Linked DNA regions of Zea mays: region 2 is linked to region 1. A link is a contact called in public Hi-C data. All regions are on one chromosome and are shown on one strand. The core of a region is the stretch at or near the end of the contact, and the rest is flanking DNA. Distances in the headings are between cores, read along the strand shown. Region 1 holds the start of LOC100192112. Region 2 holds the start of LOC100276159.

What was found. Hi-C and Micro-C count contacts between places; a contact is called where the count stands out from the background.
Region 2: a Hi-C map of tassel shows a contact between it and region 1, with 2.1 times the contacts expected there. The contact joins the promoter of LOC100276159 here to the promoter of LOC100192112 in region 1. A contact is called at or near these places in 3 of 25 Hi-C or Micro-C datasets (ear, leaf and tassel).

The regions. Positions count from the first base shown.
Region 1 is chr4:242,642,970-242,646,468 of Zm-B73-REFERENCE-NAM-5.0, reverse strand. LOC100192112 reads right to left here and starts at 1,541. Exons shown (of 9, transcript NM_001137535.1): 1 at 1,158-1,541; 2 at 897-995. The coding sequence starts at 1,427.
Region 2 is chr4:242,875,385-242,878,630 of Zm-B73-REFERENCE-NAM-5.0, reverse strand. It overlaps LOC100276159, which reads right to left and starts at 1,989. Exons shown (of 1, transcript NM_001328643.1): 1 at 1,307-1,989. The coding sequence starts at 1,887. The coding sequence ends at 1,648.

The sequences.
Region 1 (3,499 bases), core at 292-2,791:
CACCGCCAGTCCGCCACCACCTCAAGCAATCAATGCCGTAGGTCTAGAAATGGCAGCGCGCAATGGCCAGCCAACGATGCCGACCACGAATCCCCACTGTGCGCGAGATTACCCCTCTTTACTGCTGTTTTTTACTGCCGCGCCGCCGCGGAGGAGACAGTTTTCCACACGCTACCATACAGTTTAATGCACCCCCGAAAACCCAATGCGTAAAAATACGTAATGAAACGTACTACTAGTAAAATAACTGAGAATACCTAGGCTGCTAGGCAAGTAGGCAAGCAGACATGGGCCCATGGTTCCCCGTTCCCGCCAAAAAACATAGCGAGAATGGGTGTGTTGCTAGTAGTACTAGCTAGCCTATTTGCAACGTATTTTCGTAATACTGTAGTTCCTAAAACTGCGAAGCTGATGCCGTCACGTGCACTGTACGCAGCAGTGCAGCAGTAGTAACTGTAAGATGTGTGGTTTTTTTTTTCTTTTACCCGCTTCTTCTACAAGTGTCATTATTACCGCACAAACACAGCCGGAGCCGGGGGCGGCGTAGCATGATGCGGGGGCTGACGGGCTGTACAGTGGCGTGAGTAAAAAGAGGACAAGGGTGGTCGGGGCCAGGCCTGGCAGGATGCCCGGGCGCTGCGGCCTCCTTCAATTCGGCTGGGGACAGGAAAAAAAAGGTAAAAAAAAGGGGCAGAGGAAACCAAAGTCTAATCTAAAGAAGTAAAAAAAAAACAAAAGGCAGAGGCGCAGGCGACTGTCCGTATGGAACTACAATGGCCACCCACCGACAGGCAGAAGATAACGCTGCTGCAGATGCTAATGCATTACGCACAGGTACATGATTAGCAGCAGTAAAGAGAAAAAAAAAATCTCTGGCGAAACGCAAGCTAGTATACCTTAATCACTTCGTCCGTGGAGTCGTCGAGCACCTGCACCACCAGCCGGTCCGCCGGCCACGACAGCCCGCACACGGCGCCGATGGACAGCTGGTACACCTGCAGAGAACGCACGCCCGCCCGCCCGTGGCACCACCGCAAGGCAACCAAGGTTATTAGTGACCCAACGAATCCGGAGTAAAACCGCTGCAACGGGCGCTTGGCCGGCAATGGCGGCATGGCGCTGCAATGTAATGCGGCGGCGGGCGGGGGGGTACGGACCTCGCGCTCGTTGAACATGGGGATCTGGACGAGCACGACGGGGAACGCGGAGGAGCCCAGCTCCGGGTCGTCCTCGGGGAGGGGGTCGCAGCGGTAGCGGCGGTCGGGGCGGAGGCGGAGCAGGCGCACCCCGGAGATGACGACGGCCATGTACACGCGCTCAAGGAACAGAAGCACCGACATGGTGAGGCACACGGCCACCGCCAGCCGCAGCAGCGGCACGATCACCGGCGCGCGCACCTGCGACCACGCCTCCGGCAGCGCGTCCATCGCTCTCGCTCTGGCTCCGGCGGCGCCGCGGGGGTAGGGGGGTGGGCTGGGCGCCTGGGCCGCCTGCCTGCCTGCCTGGGCTCGGCTCGGCTCTGTGTGAGTGTGACTCGGGCGGGCGGACGGGGCGGGCTGCGGGATGCGAGTGCCCGGAGTGAAGGGGTTTATAGAGGCCACCACCCACGTGCTTAGCCTCAGCCCTCAGCGCCGCATCAGAGGGACGCCGTAGGGTTTTGTGTATGCACTGTACTACGCCCTAATAATAGCCTAATACCTCCTCCCTCAATCCCACCGCACTTATTTCTTTTCTCTCTCTCTCTCTTCGAATCTACTACTGAAGACCAAGCACGCAAGCATTTTTCAGATGTTTTTTTTTACTGCGACCTACCTACTAGCACGAATATATATATATATATATATATTTTAGCGTGGACTCGATGAAACTGCAAGTGTGTGTGTGTGTCGGTTGGCATTGGCGCCAAATTGAGATGCAGATCCAGTTTGCGTCGTAGAGAAAGAACATGGCCGTCCATTGATCCGGGCCATTAGAGAGCACCGACGAACGCGAGCCCGTCGGTCGCGTCAGTCGAGTCGTGGCCGAGCATGTTCACTGCGCTGCGCTAGCTCTCACAGCGACAGCGCTGCTCCAGCTCGGCACAAGAATATTTTTTTTCTCTCTTTTTACTACTAGCGTCTGATCGTCACGCACGCACGCACGCATCATCTCTGCTGCACTGTTTGACCTGTGAAATGAAAGTATAAGTGTATTATGTATAAGCGAGGAGGTGATCTGGGATCCAAGGCCGATGCAGAGAAGAAGGGCCGTGGAAAGGAGGAGGAGGAGGAAGAAGAAGAACAAGTGCAGCATGATTGGCGCGCGGAAGGCGACGGTAAAACGTGTCGACATGGACGATCGGGCGCCTGACAGTAAAAAGCAGAGGATGGGATAGAGTCGGCTGGGGCCGTCAGTGGTAGTCCCGGACTCCCGGTGGGGGCGGACGGGACGGGGGTAAATGGGCCCTGCGAAGGGTGTCGGTGGCGCCGCTAGCTGGCGATAAGGGGGTGTGTGTGTGAGTGTGACGCTGCCGCAATGGCACTTGTACTGCTGGCTGGAACCTGGAAGCAGCACGAGCTCGTGTCATGGGGCGTCGTCAGTTGTGCCGGTTCCTGCCGTCTGTCTAGCCTGAAGATGAGCTGCCTGGTTGGTTGGCTTGGAATCAGGTTCTACTCGCTCGAGGTCGAGGAGAGTTGAGCGCTGGTAGTGTAGTACTAGCCTGGTAGAGACTGCAGTAGGTCTTGCAGACAGAGCGCACTTTTGGGGTTCTTGGGATTGGCTTCGATTAATTACAGAGCGCAAATTAGAAGAAAAAGGGCGCAAATTACAGAGCGCAAATTAGACCAAAAGCGTTGCGAAAGCAAGGATGGAAAAAGGGCGATTAGAGGGGGGGGTCAAGTTCCTATGCCGGAGTCTGCAAAAAAAAAGCTGAAACATTATGTTTCCATTAATTCTTAAAAAAATGTAGTCATGCAGATGCAGGTGACCGCAGTGGAAGAGCCTTTCTTCCTCCTTGATTTTCGCGGAGATGATTTGCCTGAATCACAGGCCAAAAAACTGCCGGAAAACCACATCAGCAAACCCCGCCCTGTCGACCGTTTAACGTTTAGCTGTGCAAAAGGCCGGCCGGACCCGTTTTGATCTTCTGTCAGCGCACACAGGGCCACCACCCCGGTATCCATGGGCGAATTTAGGGGGTTATCGGGTCAGCAGGCCCCGATGAAGTTTATAAATTTTTTTAGCGAAACACCGTTATGTTAGATTCTATGTTGCCTAGTATCGGTTACTAAGTCTCTAGAATACCAACATGTCTAAAATAACTTGATGATGAGTAGATCTATTCTACTGAAGGGTATAGGTATATATATACTGTCGTTATTGTTCCTAGCCATCATTGCGGTGACGTCTTGCAGTGAAGGCTCGCCTTCTACTACTTCTTGATCTCTCTGCGTGTGGCGAGAAGATTGGTTCTCGTCGTTGATCGGCGGTGGATCTGAGACATAGTCACAGGTATTCCAGT
Region 2 (3,246 bases), core at 740-3,239, 230 kb before region 1:
CGTTCGGGACCCGGACTCCTCCGTGCGCGCACCGCCCGCGGCGCTGGTCCCGTTCACCGACGTCGTGCTCCACGAGCAAGACCAGTGCGCGCAGCTGGCCGCAGCGCTCGCCGCCGCCGCTGGAGAAGAGGCCATCGGGGTCGTAGGCGTCCTTGACGCGCAGGAAGCGCGGCAGGCCGGGGTACTTGCGCGCGGCAGGCCGGGGTACTTGCGCGCGGCACCGACGAAGGCGAGGTTGCGGTTCTTGCCCCAGTGCGGCAGGCCGCCGTACTTGAAGATGCCCATCTGCTCGACCTCCTCCAGCACGTCCTCGAACAGGCGCGCCCGCCCGGGGTCACGGCTGCGGTAGTATGTGATGTCGAAGTCCACCATGTCTCCCGACGGCTCCCCGCGCGGCGCGGGCTTGCCCAGGTAGGCTGTGGACGCCTTCACGTAGCGCATGAGGATGCCGTCGTAGAGCTCCACGCCACACAGCGCCCTGGGCTCCAGGTCCCGCAGCCGGTGCACCTCGGCGACGAACAGCACGGCGCGGCGCACGGGGAGGCTGAAGGTGGTCTGGTGGAAGAGGGTGCCGCCCCGCACGCGCGGGTCCCAGGGGCACACCGTCAGCAGCGCGTCCTCGGGCCCACCACGGGGTACCCCGCGAACAGCCCGCCGCTCAGGGGCGGGCTCCCGCAAACCCCGTCGCGCTTCCAACCACCTCCACAACCGACAGGACGCCGCTGCGGCGGCACTCGCTCCGGCTGCTGGCGCTCGTCGCCGCCGCGAACAGCCCGCCGCTCAGGGGCGGGCTCCCGCAAACCCCGTCGCGCTTCCAACCACCTCCGCAACCAACAGGACACTGCTGCGGCGGCACTCGCTCCGGCTGCTGGCGCGCCATGTGGATCACAATGGATTTTGAAACATTTTCTCATAACAATATAACACACATTTGTACATAAGTTATCATATTATTAAATGTTCCCGTTGCAACGCACGGGCACTCATCTAGTATAATGTTGAAAGTTGAAGTGACTCGTGATCATCTAGCTAGTATATATAGAGGAATTAATGAGATTTGTGCAATGATTTGCATTGAACTGTCGGTGTGCATGCAGGCCGTGGAGAGAGAGCTAGCTAGCTTTCACTGCACAAAGCAGGCAGCTATCATAATTCATCATCATCTTGTTTCGTTAATCAGACTTGCATGTCAAGAATTCATGCATGTCCTGATCAAACATGCATGCAAGAACAAACATGTAGTACACGAGATTTGTAGATGCGATCGAGGATTGTTTGAAACTGGAGGAAAGCATTGCAGAGAGGATTCGAAAAGCAAGCGCATATATATATAGTCTCTTCACATATGTGTGTATATATATGGAACAAATTTACATACATACGTATGTACTACACAATCTAGGCCTAGGTAATATCCGTCGATATGATTATTCATTAGCAGCTAACCAGCTCGATGGATAGTCCTAGCTAGAGAGAAAAAACCTTAGGCAGAGGAGGAGGAGGAGGAGGGATGGCGGGGGCATGACCGATTGATTGGATTTGGATCATCCACGCCCAAAAAGAACAAGACATGATTACTGCTACTGAACTGAACTCTCGTCACCATCTCGGATTCCATGCATCGATCAGCGAGCTAGCCAAGCCAAGTCACTGGGCGGCAGCAGTGGCGGCCGCCGGCGCGTGCTGCTGCTGCTGGTCGGCGCAGTCGGCGCAGACGACGCCGGACTGGTGGCGGTGGAACTTGGCGATGTAGATGGCGGCCTTGTTGTCGACGTCCCACTCGCCGCCGTCGTCGTCGCTGGGCCACACCCTCCTCCTCTCGTCGCCGCCGGCCGCGTCGTCGCCCGCGGCCCACCCGCTCGACGACGACGAGAAGCAGCTGCCCATCTCTTCGCCGGTCGAGCGGCGCTTGCGAGGACGGACCAGCAGCCGCCGGAGCTGCTGCTGCTTGGTTTGGCTGGTATTATTATTGGTTGGCTTGAATATGATGCCGGGGGGTGGGCTGGCGCGCGCGCGCGATTTATAGCGGGGGTTGGGCGCCTCTGGCGATGGGGGGGGGGTGGGGGGGGGGGGGTTGGGGGGGGGTGGGGGGGAAGAAGGTGCGGTGTGCACGGGTGCAGTGCACGCGCGGTGGCTCGCTGTCACCGGCTCTCGTGCAGTGCAGGCAGTCTCAGCGCAGCCGGTGGCGTGGCGTCCGAGCGAGCCGTGTTGCGCCAAGAAGCAGGTCCAGGTCCGACGACGGAGCGGAATCGGGAAGGATTCCGCCCCCGCAAGTTGGCGGGCGGTTTGGACGGTGGGGATGGGCCGACAGCCGAGCGAGGCCCACGCCGCGCACCAGCCATCCCATGGGAAGGGCGCCGCCGCTGGCTGGATTCTGCAGCCGCAGGAAGACGTCCGGGTGAGGAGGGAGGGAGTGATGAGCAGCCAAGCATGCATGCAGCGTTGCTGTTGCACCCTTCTTTTTTCTATTGCTCGCATCAGTTTTGAGGAGCTTCCGAGGTAAAAAAAAAAGTCTCCTTTTACTGTCATTTGTCCAAATCTGTGATTTCTAGATAATGTTCTCCCTAATACACCCCTAATTCTATAGAGGCTGTTAGTTTCTTTAGCTAATTCTCACGTACAACAAATAAGTTTAATAGCCCTCCCTAATCTAATTTAGTTCTCCCTAATATTAGCTTCGCCCTAACTGGACGATCGAATCCATCCCCTGCCTATTGCCTACCAGCGGTCTACCACTTTGCCTCCCTTTGACTGGCCAATTGGCGGCTCAGCTGGTGGTTGCCCATATTGGATCTTCAGCGAAAACAACCTCTTGCAGACTGCACACACTGCAGTCGCAGCCGAAATGTGATGCACGTAGGTATACGTGGTTAGGTTAGGTAGGGCACTGTAAAAAACTTCTCAGTAGTTGCCAGATGAAAAGGGATTCTCCAGTGTGCTTCTCCTCTCTGTCCAGTTGTTATTCCCGGAACAAATCCAGCTGTCCAGCAACAATGAACGTGAACCCCGCCTCGCTCAGATAACAACTGCCGTAAAATGCATTACGCGCATACATTCATTACTGCCAAGATTTGGTCTGCCGCCTCTTTTTACCTCAGGAGATGCAGCTCGATCTCTATTCCTACAGCTTCGTGCCGTGTATAAGAGAAGCCCTGCGGCCCCCCAGACCCAGAGAAGCAAGCCGTGGTCTGCACGCGACCCCCGTGATCAGAATTCCACACAGAAAGACAATCCATGCAATGATAA